Linked DNA regions of Rattus norvegicus: region 1 is linked to region 2. The links are chromatin contacts, called in public Hi-C maps. All regions are on one chromosome and are shown on one strand. The core of a region is the stretch at or near the end of the contact, and the rest is flanking DNA. Distances in the headings are between cores, read along the strand shown. Region 1 holds the start of Camk2b (calcium/calmodulin-dependent protein kinase II beta). Region 2 overlaps Camk2b (calcium/calmodulin-dependent protein kinase II beta).

Region 1 (5,156 bases), core at 2,111-4,610, 58 kb before region 2:
TCGGTAAGCTCTGGTCCTCCTGCTCAGAAGACATGGCCTGATTACTGGGCTGGTGCTATACCGTGAGAGGTGGGAGTGGTACCTTACTCCTGTACCACAGCAGACCCCGGAGGTAAAGGCATCAGGAAAGTGGTGATTTTCTTTGGGAGAATGAGCCCCATGTGCATCACTTGTGGCTCTGCAGATGTGATGCTTGTTGCCATGGTGACCGTCCTAACAATAACCTTCCAGAACCGATATTCCCCACAACCACCCCAGCTGCCACCTGGGAGGGAGAACCCTCCTTGCTTACAAAAGTGAGCCCAAAAGGACAAAGTGGGAGGTGGAGATGACATGAGGTGGGGGTGGGGCTGGAAGAGCCGAAGCCAGATGAGAAGGCTTCTGGGGTTCAGGAGCAGAAAGAGTCACAGCTGGAAACCTTTCTCCCTCCCAACCTAAGCATTCTGCTAGGGGGGAATCCACTGGGGCTGAAGGTAGCAGGTGGGGTGTGCTGTCTGGGCAAGGACAGCCTGTGGTAGCTCACCTCCTCCCCATTGTCTCTTGCTGGATCCTCTGCCTTCCTGACCCAGCCGGGTTAGAGTGTAACGCTCAGTCCGGAGAAGGGGCTTCGAGGATGTCCGGGAGCTCACAGGAACAGAGTAGGGAGAAAGGGTAAGGACACAGGGGGCTCCAAACTACTCTCTTTACTGACTGCAACTCTGTGTAGCACAGCCTACCCATTTTGAAAGGTGACTTAGGGGTTGGGGATTTGGCTCAGTGGTAGAGCGCTTGCCTAGCAAGCGCAAGGCCCTGGGTTCGGTCCCCGGCTCCGAAAAAAAAAAAAAAAAAAGAAAGAAACCCTTGAAAGGTGACTTAAAAGAGTACCCCGAGTACTGCCATGTCCTCACCTGGTGTGTACATCTGTGTGTTCTGTGTATAGGTATATTTTGTGTCTGTGTGCTTATGTGCACGTTTTTGTATAAGCATGTTTGTGTATGTGTGTTCGTGTTCCGTTTTGTTTTTCTGAGATATGGTTTCTCTGTGTAGTCCCGGCTCTCCTGGAACTCACTCTGTAGACCAGGCTGGCCTCAAACTCAGAGATCACCTGCTTCTGCTTCCCCAGTGCAGGGATTAAAGGCGTGTGTCACCACCAACCCCCTGGCTGTGCGTATATCTTTGTTTGTGTGAAAATAAAAATGGGGTGGGCTTTATGGGCAGTCCCGGCTACCCCTCTTTCTTGTGAATCTATTTTTATTTTATGAATGTGTGCGTATGTGTGCTCACGAGCGCCCACAAGCCTGTGTAGACCAGAGGTCAATGTATGGCTACCTAGGCCACTTTCCAACTTTTTTTATTTGAAATGGGGTTTCTCACTGAAACTGGAACTTGCCAGTTTAGCTAAACTGGCTGACCAGTAAGCCCCAGAGACCTTCCCCTCTCCGTCCCTAGTGCTGGAATCACAGGCCCGTGCTTCTGCACATCGGTTCTGGGGATCGAACTTAGGTCTTGGCTTGCACAGCAAGCCTTCGCTCAAGCTCCCACCCCCCCCAGCACATCTTATTGACTGTGTCACAAGCTACTTCTGTCTCTTTGTTGACCCGTCTGTGGTGGAGATGGGGGTAACTAACAGTCAAGATCAGCTACCATTAGGATTCAGACACCACCTAGGTCATCTCTCCCCTGGTGGAAGAGTCTGTGATTTCTTGGCCTAAAGACAGCCTAACTCCCCTGGAAGGGTGCAATTGTGATGTGTTTGTTTTGCTAATTGTATTCTGTTGTTCAGCCTTGCCTCCCTCTCCCACCAGAGCTCAGAAAGAGCCCAAGCAGAGGCTCTCGGTGATGTTACAGGAGGCTACATTATCCCCAAGAACAAGCTTCAGCCTGGCCTTCACCCTCTCCACACCCTTCCCATGCCTGTCCCACAGCTCAGTATCCCCCACTCTAAACATACATCGGTGGGGGCACAGTAGAGTTTCCCTCTCTGCTCAGGTTCCTATTTTCTCAGCTGGACATCTCTAACTGGGACCTGCACTTGCTCATGCAGTCTCATGTTTGCTAGCCATTTGCCTTGTGGTGAAAGTCAGAGCTGTACACCGGTCATCAGGACCTGCCAGAGGCCTAGTTTCACCTGGGAGCACTCTGTCAGATCTACCTTTAGGAAGATCCGTAGTAGCCGCCCAGCAAAAACCCCATTCTTCTAGGAAGATACTTGGTAGAATGTCCAGGGCTAGTCTTTGGTTGAGATCCCAGTCCACCAAATCTGTTCTTGGGGATCAGTAAGTGGAAAGAATCCATAAGGTCGCCTAACAGTGCCACCCAAACTGGCTGCAGAGTCCCTCCTAACTGCCCAGGGGGGACCTGGCCCCAAACACCAAGAATCAAGTCAGGGATGCTGGTTGGGGGGAAGGGGGGCTTGTGGAAATCCACCTGTGCCTTCCTTCCTTCCTTCAGGGCCACTTTCAAGAGAGGCTGGAGGAGAGAGGGAGACAGAATGGAGGCTCCCCTTCCTGGCCAGGGCAGAGGCAAAGGGCTGTCCAGGCTACCTGAGAGCTGTGAGCTCTCAGAACATGAGCCCCTCACAGAGCTGAGTAGCCCCTGTTTTGCTGCCTCAAGACCCAAACTGGACTCCAAATGATCAGCCCAGGACAGAAGACACCTTAGTTGCCAATCCCAGGAGATGCAGGGAAGTCTTGGGACCACCGCCCCATCCTTTTTCTCTCGCCTAGAAGACTTGGGGGTAGCTCTTCCAGGCTATGGGGGAAGGGTCTGGTAGCATCTTATGGGGGATACAGGAATGGGGGAGCCCATGGGAGGGCGACACACGACCCCTCCCAAGTGGGGTGCAGTTCCCTACTGCTAAGGGAGGTGGGCCTTTAGGGGAGAAGAGTCTGAGTCCACTGGTCAACTGCCGCAGCCCAGTGGCTTGTCCGTACAGGGCGCGGGCTTAGAGGGTCAGACGCAGTGCGTGGGCACCGTGTGGTGCAGCCCATGTGCTGGGACAGGGCGCGGGCACGGGTGGGATTGCATGGTGCGGGCGCAGTGCGGGTGCCGGCGCGGGCGCGACATGTGTGCGAAGGGAGCCGCGGTGCGGGTGCAGTGCGCGTGCAGGCGCGAGCGCTAGTGCAGGTAGAAGGCGCGGGTGCGGTGTGTGTGCGGGTGCAGGCGAGTGTAGGGTGCGAGAGAGGCGCGTGCAAGGGGCGGCGGGCGGGGCGGGCGCGGCGGCGACAGCGGCGCCCGCGCCTCTGCGCGCGTAGGTGTGCGGCGCGCTCCTGGCGGGGACAGAGCGAGCAGATCTCGCGTGCGCTCGCCGCCCGGCGCAGCCCAGCCCGGCCCCCGCCCGGCGCCGCGAGCCGAGGTGTCTCCCGCGCCCGCGCCCGTGTCGCCGCCGTGCCCGCGAGCGGGAGCCGGAGTCGCCGCCGCCCGAGCGCAGCCGAGCGCACGCCGAGCCCAATCGCCACCGCCATGGCCACCACGGTGACCTGCACCCGTTTCACGGACGAGTACCAGCTATACGAGGATATTGGCAAGTAAGAGCCTCGGCGCGCGCGGGCTGTCCGCAGACCCCGGGGAGCGGGGACCCCATCGCCGTCCGCTTCGCGCGCATTGCGGCCCCGCGCGCCCCCGGCTCCTTCGAGCTGCGGGCCCAAGCGCACTGCCCCGTGCAGCCCCGACCCCCGAGCCTCGGGTTCTGGGCCCCGCTGCCCCACTGCAGCGCTTATGGCCCTGCCGGGTGCCATAGCTTGGCGGGGACCGAGACTCGGGGATATGGACTCGGCGCGGCGGGGGCGGCAGCAGGTGTCCCCCGAGCGCCGGGCAGACGTGACGCATTTGGCGGCGGGGAGGTCAGAGAGGAACGGCACGCGGGGGAGGCTGCCAGGCCTAGAGTGCCCGAAGGGTCGGTCCTAGCCCTAGGGGGTCGTCTCCGGTGTGGGCACGCTGTCCTCACCCCCACCCGAGAGGCGGGCGGCAGCGGTGGCGGACCCGCTCCGCGCCTGCTCCTCGCGTGGCCCCATCTGCTCTGGGGGAGCAGCGTGGGAGCAGCTTCTGCCTTGGGTCCCTTGGGGAATCTGGGTTCTAGAGGATTTTCCCCCAGATTCTTCTGGAAACAAGAATTTGGAGGGGGTGGACGAGGTCAGGAAGCCAGGATCAGGCCATGGGGTGGGGGTGGGGGTAAGAGAGCGAGGCAGGGAGCCAGTTGGGCCTCTGATTTCAGGGTCATCGAGGCAGACAGAGGCTGGCTTCTGGACCTTTTTTTCCTCCTGTGGTGGGAAGGCTGAGGGGAGGGACTTTAAAGGCGTATTTCTAGTAGGGCCTCGTGGGGAACAGGTGCCCTGGTGCTAAGACGCTGCCCAGCAGCACAAGCAATATGGGGGTGAAGCTATGGTTTAGAACATCCAGAGTGGGCTTTGTCCTAGGGTCTCAGATACAACGAAGCCCCTCAGGGGCCTGGGGCTTCCCTCTGTGATTTAAGGTGACCGCAGGGGCATCCTTAGGTGCTGGCTGCATAACTCCAGAACTGGATCCCACTCCCTCTCCCCTCCCCCATCCGTCTTGTGCCGTGGGGGCGCTGGCGAGATTTCCTCTTACACATCCAGCCGCAAATCCTCCCCCCCCCCCCTTTACTGAAAAAGCGTCTGAAAGCTTGTGGTGGGCGAGGGACGCTGATCATTGATAATTGTGGAGTGCCCAGCTGGAGGAGTGTGGGGGTGTGTGCATTCCCCACTTCTTCCTGCACGTGCCGAGAGGATTTGGGTCAGGTCTTGGGGGGCGGGGGTGAGGAGCCTAGTGGAGTGACAGGAGGAAGTCTATGCTGGATGGGAAGGAACAAGGCTGGGTGGACCTGGACAGCCATCCCAGCCTGCAGAGCCCAGCACCCCTGTGTCTCAGGCGTGGGGGCATTGAAGAACCTTCCAGTAGCCTGTGGGGCTGTGCTCTGTGAGGAAGAGGTGATGGGCTGCCTGGGAGTCCTGCGGTGGGGTTAAGGCAGCCTCGAGGTTATGGGGGCCAGCCCTGCAGCTCTCAGGTCCTCTGATGCCTTGAGGAAGAGCTCTTCTGAGCCAGACTCATCTCCTCCACAGCTGTGTGCTGCCAGGGCAGGTGGCAGTTGTCAAAACAGAACAGTGGGAAGCCTCTCCTTTCCTAGGGAACCTTCTTGTCACCTTCTCCTGTGTGCCCAG
Region 2 (5,640 bases), core at 1,474-3,973:
AGAGTGTGCTCTGGTCCAGCCTCAGGGGTTTTGTTGGAAGGTCCTAGAAGGAGGCTGCCAGCAGGTACCAGGGACTCGTCTTGACGTATGGAGACACAGACTCATGGACAGAGTGGAGGCCCAGGTAGCGAGAGAGAGTCTAGGGGGCCAAGTAGAACAAACTTGTCCTCACTAAGAGGCTCTGATAGCCCAGAGAGATAACCAGGATGTGGGTCCCAGAGGATGGGTTGGGTAAGGTGAGGGAAGCTATGCTACTGAGCCAGGAAATGGAGGAGAAACGTAAGACCCTACCTCCATAATGGTTACCTCTAGGCCACTGTCATGGGCTTCAGAAAACACCCCAGGTCCCTAAGTGGCCTCAGACTCTGAGCTTCAGTCATCTGGTGTTTATTATACTACGGTGACAACAGTGACAGACACAGGGCTGTGGCTCAGGGAGCACTCACTGCTTCACATAGGAACACAGCTCACAGCACCCTACGAACAGGGGATTCTTCCATTTTATAGAGCTGCACACTGGGCTCAGGTAAGTGGGAGGATCCCTCCCAATCCACACGTCTACTTTGGCGGCCACAGTGGGTGTTCTATTTCCTGTCTCTACGGAAGGCCTGGGGCCTGGTGTGCTAAAGGTGAAAGGCATCATGGGGTTAAGGTGTCCGGAACCAAGTGGGGGCGTGGGACAGATCAGAGTTCCTAGGCATAAGGATACTATCAGGACGGTGCCTGGGAAGACCGGTGCCAGGAGGGAGGGTGCCGGCAGCCAGCTAGAAACTAGGACAGAGGGGAGGGTGCCAGGAGCAGGAGTTGTGTGGGTTGTTTCTGCCTGAGGTCCCGGAGTCCTGTGGGACCAGGGAGAAGGTGGCTGCTCTTCACCCTCCAGCCTCGTGGCCCAGTCTTGGGTGGTGGAAGGCAGCAAGGTGGAACTTAAGACTCCAAGAGCACAGGGCCAGGGCTAGCACAGCACACACACCGGAGCCAGACCCCAGCTCCCACAGCCTCATTCACCCCTTGTGGGCCTTGTGCCCTCGCCTGGTTCATCGGCCTCTCTGCTGAAGCTCCCTTTTCTGCAGCCCCTGGTTAGTGAGCTGATCGAGCTAACACATGCAAGGCGCTCGGAGCAGCCCCGGCATGCAGGGGATGCTGTTCTAGCAAAGGGCAGGATCCGCATGCGGGAGAGCAGGGCCCAGAGTGACTCATTCCTAGAAAATCCTTCCTGCTTGGTGCAGAGTGCAGCTCCAGGCCGAGACCTGGTAGCTCCCCCATGCCATTGCCATCAGAGTTCCTCATTCCTGAGAGCCCATCGGCCTCAGCCCAGTCCAGGCAGGCACTGGATACAAGTTCAGCAACTGGTGTGGAAATAGGCCAGAGAGAGGAAGACTGTTAGATCCCACTGACCAAGAGGGAGTCAGAAGTCAAGGTCTGAGCCTCTGAAAGCTGCCATACCTGGTAATCCTTCTGAGTGGAGGCTCTGTTCTGCCGAGGATAGTCCAGAGTGGAAAATAGGTTTGTTTCCTGCAGAAACCTCTCCCATGATGACACAGCTCCTGTGAGGGGAAATAGGAGAGCAGAAAGGGGCCAATAGAGGGGCAAAGTGCTGCCTAGAGCTCCATGATGCTCCCTCCGGACTCTGTGGTGCTCCCTCCGGACTCTGTGGTGCTCCCTCTGGACTCTGTGGTGCTCCCTCTGGCTCAGCATGCAGCACTTCAAGCCAGCTTGTATCTTCCCCCAGCCCGAGGCAGTCTCCTTATCTTGGGGGAGACCCTGTGGGCTACAGAGAGGAGTTCCCTCCCCCAAGCTTGCAGCACTGGTGCTGTGTGGGCCCCGTCAGGGTGGAGGTGGGCAGTAGGGAATATCCTGGGCTACCTCCCACTCCTCATGACTTCTCTGTCCCCGCAGTACGCCTCCATGACAGCATCTCTGAAGAGGGCTTCCACTACCTGGTCTTCGACCTGTAAGTGCCAGATCCAAGGACCCTCACCTTCCTTCACTCCCAGCATGGGGCCCACAGCTTCCTCAGGTTCAGGAGCAAGCCTGTCCCCACATCAGGACTCTCCTTAAGTGCACTTCTGCAGGGGGGTACCTCATCCCCAGCCATGTCCAGCCTAGCCAGCGCTGATTTGGCTATGCACGGGTTTTTACCCACAGTCTGAATCTGACATGCTGAGGACGTCCTCCATGCAGAAAGCTGGTAGGCTGAGGCAGTGGAGGGAAGACCACAGAGAGCAGCCAGTGTCCATTCACCTCCCTCCCGCCTGAGGCCTGTCATGCTGCGTTGGCATGAGCATGCACATTGATGAGCGTGGGTGGAAGGATAAGTGTGCACGCGTGCGTGTGTGTGACAGCACCTGGGCTTAGAGCAAGCGCAGAGATGCTCTGCGTCAAGTCCATGAGTGAACAGGCATGTCCGTCTTAGAAGTGTGACTGGTGTGTTTTGGGGATGCAGGCCTCCGTGTGTGTGTGTGTGTGTGTGTGTGTGTGTGTGTGTGTGTGTGTGTCCGCACGCATATGTGAGTGTGTTTGCATGAGTGTGTGTGCAGTAGCTGAGTGAGAAGGCGTTCAGGGCCAACTCCGCCTCTCACTTCCTGCCGGATTTAGAAGCGATGATCTCATCTCCCTTACTCTTGACAGCTCCTGCTAAGAAGCACTATATTTAGCTGTCTGTGAATCAGGGCTGCTTCAGGACCCTGGGCTGGGTGGGGCCCAGGGGCTTTGGCCTGTCCAGGCAGCCTTCAGACTGCACATCCAGGGAAGCCTGGCTCTGGTACTGTTACTATGGTTACCTCATGCCCTCTGGCTACCCTTGAGCAACAGGCTGAATGGGAACCGGAAGAAGCTTCCTAGGGCCACCTCTCAGCTCTTCCTCCTGCAAATGACAGATGTCCAGGCGGTTGGACTTGCAGGCTTCAGCGTTCTCTGCCTTGTAGTATCTTCGGGTGTTGAGAGAGGCTGTCCCTGCATGGAATTTGTTTATTTCTCAGCTACCTCTGTGTGTCCCACAAGACCGTGCCTAGAATCATCAGCTACAGAACAGGTGATGACTGCTTAGACATCAGTCCTATGACCTGAGGTGGGGCAGGCTCACTTTCCCCCTGTGTACCTCAGAATCACTTTCACCACCCTCTCTTCTCCAGAAACAGAGGCCTGTGGGCTGAGGGTGGTCATGCCCAGGGCCTCTGATGGCCAGCGGATGGCTGTACTTGTTTTAGGAGCTGAGAAGGAAAGAGAGTGGATGGGGGCAGGGTTGGATGTGTTTATGTGTAGGTATGACACATTTATCTCTCAGACCTCCCAATATATGCCAGGCAGACAGCTGCAGGGAGAGACTGAGGAGGTGGTCTGGACAGAAGGCCTCCCATACCTCCAGAGCCTCCAGGGTTGCAGGTTCTGAGGTGATTAGCACCCCAGCAGCCCTCAAGGCCTTGTCAGTTGGGAGCTCTGCAGGATTTGGGAGGTGACTGGTACACACCAGGCCTAAGCATGCAAGTTACAGAGCAGGGTTCCCAACAGTGACCCCACATCTCCCACAGCAGCCAGCTGAGAAGAGGCTCAGCTCCCTGCGCCATGACTCTGGACCAAGAGATGGCCCTGGTGTCCGCACACCGACATGCAAGTGCCTGACACATGCAGTTACTCAGGGAAGCTGGCCCTGGCCCCCCCCAAGGGCATCCTTTGAACTATAGCTCCATACCAAGATGCATTGCCTTATGCCGTTTTCTCTGCCCAGACTTGAGTTTTCAAAGCCTGGGTCGAGAACTTTCTTTTGTGCTGAGACTCAAGCTATCAATCACACAGCACTGGGGATGACAGCCCCTTACCTGGGCTCCTGCTGGATCTGACTCTCCTGGTCCATGTGTGTGCAAACCACCCATTCACAGTGTTGCTATTTCCGCTTTTGCCATTGGCATTTGATGGAAGAAGACAGAGACAGAGAACAGGAGAGCGTGTGGGCGGATATACTACCAATGTTGTCTACGGTCTCTTGGGGACAGGCATTCAAGTATTTCAAGACGTCAGCCCACCCTGGAGCCCAGATCCAGGCACTAAATCCCTTGTTTGATGCTTCAAATATGGCCCAAGCAACAGGGCATTGAATAAGGGAAGCTAGACAGTCTCAGACCTAGGATTAAGGGTCACAGAGCCGGGAGTAACCCTGGGAAGCCCTGGCTCAAACCCATGTGCTGCCAGCTCTGGGGAGCCCACTTGGGTGTAAGAAACTCAGTTTTCTCAGGGAACATGTGTGAAGGAAAAAGCATTTAAATGCCACCAGGTATGAACAAGTTTGTCCTTAATAAGTTGTCGCTCTGGGGGTGTGTGTGAGGATGGAGGTGCCAATGATGATGGTATGGTGATAGTAGTCATGGTGGTTAGATGGTAACAGTGATGACAATGGTGATCACTGATGGTGATGATGGGGTGTTAGCGATGATGACAGTGATGGTGGTGGTCATGGTGTTGGTCGTGGTGATGTAATGAAGATGACATAAGAAGAGTGATGGAGAAGGTAATGACGGTGATGGCGATGACTGGTGGTCATGGTGATAGTGATGGTGCTGACTGGTAGTCATGGTGATGGTGATGTCGCTGACTGTGGTTGTCATGGTGATGGTGATGGTGCAACTGTGATGATCATGGTGACAGTGATGGCACTGACTGTGCTGGTCATGGTGATGGCGATGGTGCTGACTGTGGTGGTCATTGTGAGGGTGATGGTGCTGACTGTGGTGGTCATTGTGAGGGTGATGGTGCTGACTGTGGTGGTCATTGTGAGGGTGATGGTGCTGACTGTGGTGGTCATGGTGACAATGATGGCACTGACTGATGGTCATGATGATGGCAACTGTGGTGGTCATGGTGACAGTGATGGTGCTGTGGTGGCCATGGTGCCATGGTGACGGTGATGGTGCTGTGGTGGTCATGGTGACAGTGATGGTGCTGACTGTGGTGGTCATGGTGACAATGATGGCACTGACTGTGATGGTCATGATGATGGCAACTGTGGTGGTCATGGTGACAGTGATGGTGCTGTGGTGGCCATGGTGCCATGGTGACGGTGATTGTGCTGTGGTGGTCATGGTGACTGTGATGGTGATGACTGCTGGTGATGGTGATGGTGATGACTATGGTGGTCATGGTGACAGTGATGACACTGACTCTAGTGTTCATGGTGCTGACTGTAGTGGTCATTGTGAGGGTGATGGCACTGACTGTGGTGGTCATGGTGACAGTGATGGTGCTGTGGTGGTCATGGTGATTGTGACAGTGCTGACTGTGGTGGCAGCGGTGGCAGTGGTGGTAGTGATGATAAGTAAAGGTGATGACAGTGATGGGGTATCAGGGTGACTGGGATCTCCAGGATCCATGACTGTGCTTTCCTCATAGGGTCACTGGTGGGGAGCTCTTTGAAGACATTGTGGCGAGAGAGTACTACAGTGAGGCTGACGCCAGGTGGGTACAGCTTCCCGCCATGCTGCCCTTCCCTAACCTCTGGCTCCTTCCTCATTCAGTGCCACGCCTGCCCCTTCTGTAACCCACATTTGTCCTGTGCGCCACTGTCATTTCCATGGTCCCTCAGAGGTCAGCTGAGTAAAAGTGTCAGCGCAGAGGTGTGGGGCTGAGTGGGGAGCAGCCTGGCCTGCACAG

Evidence for each region. Hi-C and Micro-C count contacts between places; a contact is called where the count stands out from the background.
Region 1: a Hi-C map of frontal cortex shows a contact between it and region 2, with 2.0 times the contacts expected there. The contact joins the promoter of Camk2b here to the enhancer-like site in region 2. A contact is called at or near these places in 3 of 12 Hi-C or Micro-C datasets (frontal cortex, hepatocytes and psoas muscle).

Annotation. Positions count from the first base shown.
Region 1 is chr14:85,146,148-85,151,303 of GRCr8, reverse strand. Camk2b (calcium/calmodulin-dependent protein kinase II beta) reads left to right here and starts at 3,360. Exons shown (of 21, transcript NM_021739.2): 1 at 3,360-3,506. The coding sequence starts at 3,442.
Region 2 is chr14:85,087,459-85,093,098 of GRCr8, reverse strand. Camk2b (calcium/calmodulin-dependent protein kinase II beta) reads left to right here. Exons shown (of 21, transcript NM_021739.2): 4 at 1,897-1,951; 5 at 5,380-5,445. Among named protein-coding and RNA genes, the nearest start is that of Ykt6, 44 kb to the right of the region's middle. Within about 2 kb of position 2,723, at least 69 of the 93 cell types and tissues checked have an H3K27ac peak or open chromatin away from gene starts, as enhancers often do.